Linked DNA regions of Mus musculus: regions 1, 2 and 3 are each linked to region 4. The links are chromatin contacts, called in public ChIA-PET and HiChIP or PLAC-seq maps. All regions are on one chromosome and are shown on one strand. The core of a region is the stretch at or near the end of the contact, and the rest is flanking DNA. Distances in the headings are between cores, read along the strand shown.

Region 1 (2,700 bases), core at 145-2,644, 330 kb before region 4:
TGTAGATTAGGCTAGCCTCAGACTCAGATCTGCCTGCCTCTGCAGGAATTGAAGGTGTGCACCACCACGCCCAGCTGAGAGTCTTAGTTCCTTACAAGCTTCCCAAGGATGCTATAGCATCTTTCCTAGGGAGCACACTTCTGGGGCGAGAAGCAGACCAACGCTAGCATATCAATTTCAAGTCAAAGGGAGCATGGCCCGACTTGGGGAACTGGAAAAGCCCTTTCTGGGGTCCAGCATCCTGAAAGGGTCAGTGAGGCCTCTAACTACCAAAGCCCCAAGGACAATGACATATGGCTTTGGAGGGCAGCTAAGACAGCTGAACTATGGGAGTCTCCCAATAAAAGTAGGGGATGCTATGCTGTAGTGGCCAAACCTACAGTCCAAGCTACTCCAGAGACTGAGGCAAGTAGATCTGGGAGACCAGCCTGAGCAGCCTGGTTGGGGAAGCCGGGGGAGGGGGAGGGTGTTGAGGAGGAGGAAATGAGAAAGGGTGGAGTCAAGATGAGTTAGGTACTTTGAACAACAACCCAGGCACTCAGAATTGGCTCAGAGGACCAAACCCCAGGAGCTGTCCGTCTGCACACGTGTCTATATGGAATCATCTATGCCCCACCCACTCCTCCTCAGCCTGTCTTCCTCCAGGGGAGAGGTAACTGCAGACAGGGAGCCTCTGGTGACTCAGGCGACTAGAAGCCAAATCTGTGCCCTGCAGCTGCATTCACAGGACCCTGTCCTCGCTTTCCGTTGAGCCTTCTAATCCCAAGCCTGTCCTCACTTACTCCAGGGCCCTTCTGACCTCCCCAGTACCGATCGTAGGCTCATCTTCAGAAGTGTCCTCAACTCCCAACCCTTGCAGGCACAGCCCAGAGCCTGAATATTCCCACAACATCGGTATAGTCCCTCTTTAAAAGATGTGTCCCTATCACCGTGATCCTGGGGATGCCTCCGGTAGCCCCCTGGGATGCCTCGATCCTACAAACGTCCCTTTGTGCCCTGTACAGGGCACACAGGAAGTGCTCAGAAGCAGCTGTGCGGGGGGTGGGAGTGGGGGTCAGGGGCTCGCAGGACCTGGTAGGCTCAGCAATCGGAACTCTCACCTTGTAGACTTTGCCGAAGGCGCCGTCTCCCAGCTCGCCCACGATCTCCCATACATCGTTGGGGTCCAGGTCCCGGCGGACGTGCTCATATTCACGGGACTTTCTCTTCTCGAAGGTGGATAACCGCAAGATGCGGCGGAAATTGGCGAAAGCCATGCTGGATGAGGAGCGCGACGACAGGACCCGCGGCTTCGGAGAGCCGCCCTCCTCGCAGCGCAGCACCCGCCGAGTGCGCCAGCGGCCACAGGGAGCTGCAGGAACCGCGGCCCGCCCGCCCCGCCCCGCCCCCTCCTAGACCCGCCTGCAGGACGCCCGGCACCCGCGCGCGCGCCTGTCCCCGCCGGCTCCACCTGCTCTGCGGCGCCCCGAGACCCCTCAATTGGCTGCGGGAGCTCGCGGCTCCGCCCGCGCCGCGGGGCACTCTGGAGACTGTAGTCCGCCGGGTGGCCGGCCCCTGGGCCCGCTGCGCCTCCCGGAACCCCAAACCTCCGGGGTTCAGCTGGTGTCTTTCAACCGCCGTCGGTGCCGAGTGGGTGCATCAGCGCACAGAACTCTCCCGCTGAGGCTTGGTTCGCCAGCTTCCCGCGCGAGATGCCCGCACCCCTCGCCCCGGGACTCACCCCAGTCCTCGGTGCTCTTTGCCTCAAAGTTCACGCGGTCCCAGGTGGCTTTCGCCACACTTCCTAGGCAGGTCTCGTGCTGCCTCTGAGCCCCGCAGAAAGCAGAGCCCCGCGCTTACGCCCATCCGGACTTTCCCCGCCTCCGCCAGCCACAAACGGCCGGGACGCTGGACATGAAACGAGAGTCCCTTTAGGACCTTTAGGCTTCATGGTAGGTTAGCAAATATATTCCTTATTAAGTAAAACTTTCTAGTTATTTTGCGAATTAAAAAGCCCCATTAGAGATAAAAGCGGAGTCATCTCTGGGATGGTGCTCCTATATCCTGGTCCTCATCCCTCTCTACCTTGGCTGCGGGCGTCCCGCATCTTGCACAGCGTCTTTGCTTGGTATCAGAACGTGGGTTCTAGTGATTGTGCTGGGGGCTGGGCAGCTGCAGAATCTATGCTGGAGACCCTCCCATCCTGAACAAGAGTGTCTCACACTCGGGCACTCTTAACTCGAGAAAGCGTTTTAATTGTTGGTCCCCTTCGTCCGGACTCTTCGAAAATATCCCTAGAGTCTCGCGCCAAATGCTGTTCCCCCATTCGAAAAGCCGGCTGGAGAGTGAATACTAGGCGCGGAGAGGGTTGTGTGTGCTAAGGACGTCCGGAATAAAAGTTGCTCCAGTTCCAATTGTTCCCACCACAAAATGAGTGCGGGGAAAATTTATAATTAAAAGAAGAAAATGTCATGCAAAACTGTTCTTGTTGAGTCAGCCTGTGGACCAGCCAAAGTGTACATCTGTCACTCGGTTGAGCGGGACCTGCTGAAGTCTGTGCAGCTATACCGGGTGGACAGAGGGTCAGAATGCGCTAACCATTTCCAGGAGTTCCAAAAGAAAACAAAGTAAGGATAAAAATGGAAAGGTCCGTTAAAAATGTCCTGCTACATGAAAGAAGCCAGACCCAAAGATCGCACGAGGTATGACTGCATTTTTATG
Region 2 (2,700 bases), core at 193-2,692, 410 kb before region 4:
CCTAATGCATGGGGCCAAACTAAGGTACACTCACAAATCCACATACCAACAGGAAACATCACCTCAACCCTACAGCTACTTCAGAGAGATAAAAAAGAGGCTAGGAGGGTCGTCCGACTTGTCCAGTCTAACAGCCAGAGAGTAGCACGGCAGGCAGGCATCAGCTCACCCGGGCCTGACCGACTGAGATGTAACTCTGCTGGTGGCCTCTGAGCACTGACTTGGGGAAACTGAGACACAGGGCTGCGTACCTGCAGCTGCTGTAGCTCGCTCATGTTGCTTTCACACTGCGCCACCATGTCTCGCATCTGGTTCTCGTGTTTCTGCTGCTGCTGCAGCCTCTCCGCCTTCTGCCTCTTCTCCTCCTGCTGGGAGAACTGCAGAAAGAGGATGCTGCTGCTGGGCGGGCAGAAGCTTGCCTGGACGGCTGGTGGGGGTGGGGGTGGGGTGGGGGCGGGACTTTGCCTAGTTCAGCCTGAGCCAGCAAGGCCCATCCTAGGGACTGGGCCGCGATGCTCTGAGTCCAGCCCACCTCAGGTTCTGCTCTCACTACTGAAACTTGCCCTGAGTGGAGACCCAGCCACTGGCAAGTGTCACCCTGCTGGGTCACCTGATAGGGTGAGATGACAAGTGCCAGGATAGAAATCACAGGGACACCGAGCAGTGTTGGTGTACGCCTTTAATCCCAGCACTTGGGAGGCAGAGGCAGAGAGGCAGAGAGGCAGAGAGAGAGGCAGAGAGGCAGAGAGGCAGAGAGGCAGAGAGGCAGAGGCAGAGAGGCAGAGGCAGAGAGGCAGAGAGGCAGAGAGGCAGAGAGGCAGAGAGGCAGAGAGAGAGGCAGAGAGAGAGGCAGAGAGGCAGAGAGGCAGAGGCAGAGGTAGAGGCAGAGGCAGAGGCAGAGAGGCAGAGGCAGAGGCAGAGGCAGAGGCAGAGAGGCAGAGGCAGAGGCAAGCAGGCAGATTTCTGAGTTCAAGGCCAGCCTGGTCTACAGAGTGAGTTCCAGGACAGCCAGGGCTACACAGAGAAACCCTGTCTCGAAAAAAACAAAACTAACTAAATAAATAAATAAATTTTAAAAATAAAATAAAATAAAAAATTCTGAGGGGCCTGAATCACACAGGAGGTCAGGGTGGATGAGAACACAGAACGTCATGCATGTAAACATGGGGTCATGAAGGAAACCAGTGCATGACCAACTCTATTGAACAAGGATCTGCCCACCAAGGGAGCTTTCTCCCGGGCTACTGAAACGTCCAGGCCATGACTGACTTACACACTGGGCTCTATCTAACATCTGACATGCGGGTCCCCTGCTGTATGCAGCCAGTCCATGCGGCCAGTCCTTACCCAGCTCCCCCATGCTCACTGCCCACAGCCTACCGGACGCACGCACGCACGCACGCACGCACGCACGCACGCACGCACGCACGCACGCAGTCCCCACCTGCTTGATCTTCTCGCGCTGCTCAGAGGCACTGCCCGCACCGTTGATGTGCAGGCTCTTCTTGTACATGGCCATGCGCGTCTTGCCGTCGCTCCTCTGGATCTTGGGTAGCCGCGCCTTCTCCTGTTGCTGTCTGACCTTCAGCTGCTCCATCATGCGCTGGTTGTAGCGCTGCATCTGTTCCCGCTCCTGGGGGGGGGGGACACCAAGCAGAGGTGAGGGAGCTCTAGGTATGGAGGGTGCTCAGGAGCCAAAGGCCACCATGCTCAGCCCGGGAGCCCCAGGTGCCAGCATGGAAGAGCTGTTAGCTCCCTTCTATAGTTCAAAGACATTGTTCTTTCATTCTTTTCTTTTTACACGTATTTATTTTATTGGGGGGGAGGGGTCAAGCATGAGCGTGGCACTCAGAAGACACATCCCGGGGATCAGTTATCTTCTTCTGCTATGAGGGCTCAGGGAATTGAACTCATGTCATCAGGCTTGGTGGCAAGCTTCCTTAGCCACCAAGTCATTTCCACAGGGATGTTTTTTGTTCTTTCAGCATTACAAGTGTCTGACTTGTGATGGTTTGACCCTCAGCATTCTGACTTTGCAGGCATAAGAGCAATGTGATTTGGGTGGACCCAGACTTTTGAGTGTGCATCTTTTCCAGGGTGGACAAAATCTAGTACAATCTTCTGGATTCCGGACAGTGGGAGCAAGCCACAGCTCTTGCTGGCCACACGTTCCTGAGAGGAAATACCCTACGGTAGGCTACTTCAGACCTGTGTGACTAAGCAAGGAAGCCCAAGGGGCATGCGGCTAAAGAACACTTACAATACGTTACTTTCAAGTCTGGATGGTTGAAGGGGGTAGAACCCCAACAAGTCAAGAAACATCTTCTTTTTTCCCCCTTGGGGGTGGGTAGAGCGGGTTCAAGTAGCCCAGAACTGGCTTTGAACTGAGAGGGCCAAGCACTGAGCTGTTGGGTGAGCAAGGGAGCTGCCTGCCCATCTTCATCCTCCCGTGGTTTCCTTGACTCTCACATGGGGCACCTGGGGATGGTCTTGGGCCCTCACTGTGGCTGCAGCAGCCCTTCCTGGGTGCTGCCATCAAGCGGCCCCTCATCCTGCCCCGCCCCGTCTCACCTTCTCATGCTTACGCAGCAGGTCATGCCGCTGCAGGAAGTACTGGTCCTTCAGTTGCTGCTTCACCAGCTGATGTCGCTCCTGCAACTGGTGCTCCTCCATCTCCCACAGGGCCGCCTCACGGTCTGT
Region 3 (2,700 bases), core at 25-2,524, 380 kb after region 4:
TAACCGCTGGCTGCTTTCTCTGACTTCTCGGGGGGCTGAGCATGGGGCTCACTGGTGCGTGTATGCTTAAGAAGTATGAGGTCTCCAGAACCCCAAAGAGGGTAAATAGATACTGCAATTGGAGGGCTGTGGCTATATTTAAACAGAAGGTGGAGGCAATATTCTGAGCTACCTCCGAGGTGGAAATACATTGGTTCCCTCCCATACCCTCCAACTCTAGACCCAGCATCTCTACCAAGAGAGGAAGTTTATCTCCCAAGCCAAAAGACCAAATATAAGCACTGTTTTTGCCTGACTTGCTTGTAAAAAAAATCTCAACTTCTGACCCAGACATCTCCTGGCTGTGTGTCCTTGGGCCCTCTCTGAGCTTGGACTACCATTCCCACTCTCCCAAAACTGAAACCAGGGTAGAATTGGGAATCTTTTTGAAGACTGTGAAGTGATAGATGGGTGTAAGGTTTTAAGCAGAAAAATATTATTTACTTGTTAAGCAGATTAAGACAGAGAACTCCAAATTGATAACAGGTATGTCTCTATTACTCTTCAAAGGACAGAGAGAAATCACCAGCAGACACCATGGGGACCTGGAAGCCCCTGGTTGTTCATAGCTTCACTACTGTTTAGTAGGCATAGGTCAGGTGGGGTCGGAAAGTCTCCTCTGAAATGTGCAGTCAGTTGTGTTCCAGGCAAACTCAACAATCATTAGCCATGTACTCTTGTTTATTCTGCCCCAGCCTGGAATTTGGCCTCTTACAAAACCCCAGCTTCAGGAGAACAGGTTGGGCCAAAGTGTGTCAAGGTGGCCTCCCAGGAAGATGCCGTGTGTTTGCTCAGCAGATGCCAAGTCACGCCCAGCACAGTGAGCCAGATGACCTCTGTAGACACCTATCTGAGAGCTGGGACCGACCCCCGGGACACTCCTTTCAAATCTGGGTGGCTCCACAGCTGTGTTGGATGGCAGGATGCCATGGTAACCACAGCGGTTTTTTGGCTTAGTCATCTGTCATTGGAACATCTCACGCAAACTGAGCAAAATGTGAAAATTGTGAAACTATGAGAATGGAGCAGCCACGTGCCATATTCACCTGCTATGCAGGGCTTCACCCTCTGCCCTCGGGAGATCAGGGGTGGAACACCCAGGCCAGGGATTCAACATAGATTTTGAGGGACACATGTACTGCTTGAGGCATATCTGTGTTCACGAATGGAAAATGCTCAAAACCGTCTCCCTGGCTACCCACAGTCACGTGCCCTGCTCTGATTTTTCCAGGGCAGGGAGTGCGACCTCGCTGCTGAGTTAGCCTGGCTCTTGAGCCGGGCTGATAGAAACTCCCCCAATCCCCACTTGTTTCTGTGTTTAGGGTTTGGCAAACTGGTGTTTTCACTCTCAGGGGCTAGCTCCATTTGTCTGGCCACTTTTCTGACTACAGTGCTGGGTACTGCACCTTTACAACAAGGCTGTGAGGGCTGAGCACTCAGAGGCAGAGGCTGGGGGATCCCTGAGTTCAAGGCTACCCAGGGCTACGCAGTAAGTATCTCAAAAACTCAAATAATAGTAATAATTTTTTTAAAAACTAGAATAAAGTTCTTGGGTTTTAGCAAATGTGGGAGGTGAGAATATTCATATGCTACCCTGGGGGAAATAGCTGAGCCTATTTCCAGTTGGGGTAACAAAACAGGTGTCCGGTTTTCCATCTCTCTTTCAAACTTTCCTACCTTAAGGAAAGGGCATTCAGAAGCCTCATCAAGGCAATTTTGTTGGAAAATTTGGTCTCATTTTCTGAAGCTAAAGCTAGATAATGCTTTGTTCAGCAATACCGTGTTTAGCTGTCCTCATGGGATGGGTGGAAAACAAGGGGGCTTTCTGGACCTGTTTACCTGTAGCATAAAGCCTTAGTATGCTTTGTGCTAGAACCTCCAAGTAGTTGAATTTCAGTTGGGGATTTTGTTGTAATTCTCTTTGCTTTTCCTCCTCCCCACCTTTTACCAAGTATAATCTGCTCTATGACTCTCCCTAGCCGTATCCCAGATTAATTGGGTCAGATGCTGGGGTGAGGCCAGCAGTGTGTGACGAGCCTTGGTGGAGAGAAAGAAGACTGTGGCCTTCAGGCACAAAGGCAGGAATATTGCAACCCCCATTCCGTACAAGCAGCAGCCCCCACTAATGACAATGGGTTCCACGAAAGCCACACTCTGGAAGAGGTACCCAAGTGGGGCTAGCCACAGAGCTGGAAGACTGTCTCAAAACCACACAAGGCCGTATGATTCTAGAATGCAAGTGGTAGCTGTTCGCCCATGTAGTTCGCCCATGTTCGTCCTTGCAGTTCCAACTCATCTTCAGCTCTACTGAAAGCTGACAGCTCAGTCTTGAAAACCCAAAGCTCTGCTCCTGCTATCAGGAGGATTCCTGCATCCATTTATTGTATCCTCCATTCCAGACTGGACTCCTAAACCATGCCACGCCCTATCTGGGCACCAGGGCTAACAAGGTAACTAAGAAATGATTGTCACTTGCAGGAAGCTCATGCAATAGTCACCTTGGGCCTCAGGGAGAGATGCAGTGAGACAGGGTCAGTCTAGATTAGGTGAGCAGAGACCCTTGGAATCCTTGGGAAACAGGTGGGCGGGAACTGCTAGTAGACAGAGGTGAGCTGGGATTTTTCAGGGTTGCAGCATTGTGGTTCAAATGCCTCCTTTCCT
Region 4 (2,700 bases), core at 195-2,694:
TGACATGGCCCTACCCACACTGCTGGGGAGCGTCACTTGGAGACACCTGATGCCTTAATGTCTCCCTAGTTATAGATGATATATACCTACCTGTCAGTGGCCCTGATCAAAAAAGGGAACCAAGCTTGCCTACTGTTATGGTTTGCATATGCTCAGCCCAGGGTGTGGCACTATTAGAAGGTGTGGCCCAGTTACAATAGGTGTAGCTTGCTGGAGTAGGTGTGTCACTATGGGCTTGGGCTTTAAGACCCTCATCCTTGCTGCCAATATTCTGCTAGCAGCTTTCAGATGAAGATGTAGAACTCTCAGCTCCCCCTGCACCATGCCTGCCTAGATGCTGCCATGCTCTTGCCTTGATGATAATGGACTGAACCTCTGAACATGTAAGCCAGCCCCAATTAAATGTCCTTATAAGAGTCCACGTGGTCAGCCACCTCAGTGAAGTTGGAGATTAGGTTGTATTGAATAAACTTTAAAGGAAAAAAAAAAAAAAGGAGTTGCCTTGGTCACACTGTCTGTTCACAGCAGTAAAACTCTGACTAAGACACCTATTGTGTGTTAGGATTTTCAATTAACACTGGGCCTGGCGATCCTGAGAGTATTGTATCAAGAGGCTCCAGGCCTGTACCTCAGGTCCAGGGTGCAACTGACCGGCTACCTAAAACCTTTGATAACAAAATGTCTTTTGTTTGTTTTGAGGCAGAGACCCACTACTCCAGACCCTTGGCTGGCCTGGAGCTCTCAATGTATCAGGCTGGCCTCAAACTCACAGAGATTCCCTTGCCTCGGCATCCCGGGTGCTGAGATTAAAGGTCTGGCCAGACAAGAGATGTTTTAATAAAACACAGAGGGAAGTACAAATAAACTTGTGTAACTCAGTGGTAGAGCACTTATTTAGCATTCGAAAGGTTCTCAGTTTGGCTCCCAGTTCTGTGCGCACACAGACGTTAAATAAAAACACCTTTGATTGGCAAGGTTAAAGAATACATTAACTACTAAGTCACGCATACTGAAGTTTCAGGCAAAAGGAAAAGACTTGTCACACTCATCCTGAGTTCATATCTTAGTGTTTGTTTAATTCAAACTTCACGGCTCAGAGGGGCTCCTCACCCTAAGCGTTCCACTTATGCGCAGAAGCGTCTTTCTCTGGTGGGACCACCAGCGCCCATCCACACCCCAGAGCCCTGTCTCGCACCTGGATCGGAAGGTCGCAGAGCAGCGGGTCTTGCACCACCATGGCGAGACCTTCTTGGAACACGTCCACAGCCTCGGAATGGGGCAATGTCTCCTCATCATCCTCGTCGTCCTCCGGCACCTCCGGCCGATCCTCAGCCTCCGGGTCCTCCAGGACTGCCTACTACTAGACTAGTGTTGCTTTCCGGCGCTCCTCCAGCCTGCCCTGCCTTCCAGGTTGATAAGCAAAAGGCGCGTGCGCAGTGATTGTGTCCCGCCCCGACGAGATAGCTTAGCCAATGGTATACTGCGTGGCTTCAGTAGCCAATGAAATGTGCGAGTCTTCGGGAGGCTGGGAGCGTGCAGACAGCAGGTTATTGGCTGGATAGAGCAGGTCACGTTGGTGGTGCGAGCGGCGCGGGAGCTACGAGCTATTCTGTTCCCCGCTGCTGAGCTTCTCTTCGGTCTGGGCTGGTTGTCAAGGAAGGCCAGCGTTGCTATCGTTTCGCGCAAGACACCTGTCCCCGTGCACGGCATCACCCAACAAGGTGACGCTGGGAGGCGGGCGCCTCCTGCTGCCTGGGGCCTGCCGTTGCCACTCGCGTGCTGTTGCCCCAGCCAGGTCGCTTCGCAGTCACTTGAGATTATGCCATGGGCTCCATTCCAAAAAATTGCCTAAAAGGTCCACTTTAAAGTAAGGTGGAAGCCGGGCATGATGGTGCACGCCTTTAATCCCAGCGCTTGGTAGGCAGAGGCAGGCGGATCTCTGAGTTCGAGGCCAGCCTGGCCAGAGTGAGTTCCAGAACAGCCAGGGCTATACAGAGAAACCCTGTCTCAAAAATCCAACCAACCAACCAACCAAAAAACCCACCAACCCCCTCCCCGCACAAAAACCAACTCCAACTCCAACACACACACACACACAAATAGAATAAAAAGTGAAGTGAAGCTTTGGCTTGGTGGCACACACCTTTAATCTCAGCACACAGGAGGCAGAGGCAGTTGGATCTGAATCGAGAGCTAGGTCTGTATGGGAGAGCAGGGACTACAGAGGGAAGTTGTCTAAACAAAACAAATCTAGGCGGGACCTGTGGTCCTCGGAGCTGTCAAGGGCAGCCTTGCCATGCGCTGATCTCTAGTCCTCGTGTTCTTTTACACCACCAGTCCCTGTAACAACTGTTCTTATGAGGACGCTGTGTAGGCAGCACTGTGGGCTTTTTCTTTTTTCTTTGCTCCCGTCACATTCCCTGGATAGCTACTTTAATCACTTGCCTCATTTTTAAAATCCTATGTGTATGGGTCATTTTCGGCGTGTATTTCTTCTGGGCACTGAGAAACATCGTGTGAGTGCTGGGAATCAAATTTGGCCCTCTGGAAGAACAACAACCGTGTCTCTCTCTCTCTCTCTCTCTCTCTCTCTCTCTCCCTCCCTCCCTCTCTCTCTCTCTCCCTCTCCTCCCTCTCCCTCCCTCCCTCTCTCCCTCCCTCCCTCCCTCCCTCCCTCCCTCAATCATGGTTATCCTACTT

Evidence for each region. ChIA-PET counts read pairs in DNA pulled down with a chosen protein or histone mark. HiChIP or PLAC-seq counts read pairs in DNA pulled down with a chosen protein or histone mark.
Region 1: a contact with region 4 is called in an RNA polymerase II ChIA-PET map of memory CD8 T cells, with 146 read pairs. The contact joins the promoter of Stk10 here to the promoter of Snrnp25 in region 4. A contact is called at or near these places in 5 of 39 promoter capture datasets (the HPC-7 cell line, embryonic stem cells, hematopoietic stem and progenitor cells and 1 more), 4 of 484 Hi-C or Micro-C datasets (the G1E-ER4 cell line, embryonic stem cells and fetal liver), 2 of 115 datasets of contacts at active chromatin or transcription factors (embryonic stem cells and memory CD8 T cells) and 2 of 9 other capture datasets (adipose tissue and pancreatic islet).
Region 2: an H3K4me3 HiChIP or PLAC-seq map of embryonic stem cells shows a contact between it and region 4, with 7 times the contacts expected there. The contact joins the enhancer-like site here to the promoter of Snrnp25 in region 4. A contact is called at or near these places in 1 of 484 Hi-C or Micro-C datasets (embryonic stem cells), 4 of 115 datasets of contacts at active chromatin or transcription factors (embryonic stem cells, pancreatic cancer cells and stem cell-derived neural progenitor cells) and 3 of 9 other capture datasets (adipose tissue, embryonic stem cells and liver).
Region 3: a contact with region 4 is called in an HNF4G HiChIP or PLAC-seq map of pancreatic cancer cells. The contact joins the promoter of D630024D03Rik here to the promoter of Snrnp25 in region 4. A contact is called at or near these places in 1 of 39 promoter capture datasets (the HPC-7 cell line) and 1 of 115 datasets of contacts at active chromatin or transcription factors (pancreatic cancer cells).

What each region holds. Positions count from the first base shown.
Region 1 is chr11:32,531,960-32,534,659 of GRCm38.p6, reverse strand. Stk10 (serine/threonine kinase 10) reads right to left here and starts at 1,394. Exons shown (of 19, transcript NM_009288.2): 1 at 1,101-1,394. The coding sequence starts at 1,256. It also overlaps a transcript of Efcab9 not described here.
Region 2 is chr11:32,613,458-32,616,157 of GRCm38.p6, reverse strand. It overlaps Stk10 (serine/threonine kinase 10), which reads right to left. Exons shown (of 19, transcript NM_009288.2): 15 at 2,572-2,696; 16 at 1,445-1,633; 17 at 252-377. Among named protein-coding and RNA genes, the nearest start is that of Fbxw11, 28 kb to the left of the region's middle. Within about 2 kb of position 1,442, at least 22 of the 459 cell types and tissues checked have an H3K27ac peak or open chromatin away from gene starts, as enhancers often do. A contact at or near this core is called in embryonic stem cells, where this site is marked.
Region 3 is chr11:31,823,121-31,825,820 of GRCm38.p6, reverse strand. D630024D03Rik (RIKEN cDNA D630024D03 gene) reads left to right here and starts at 1,274. Exons shown (of 4, transcript NR_102314.1): 1 at 1,274-1,528.
Region 4 is chr11:32,204,159-32,206,858 of GRCm38.p6, reverse strand. Snrnp25 (small nuclear ribonucleoprotein 25 (U11/U12)) reads right to left here and starts at 1,444. Exons shown (of 5, transcript NM_030093.3): 1 at 1,196-1,444. The coding sequence starts at 1,237. It also overlaps a transcript of Il9r not described here.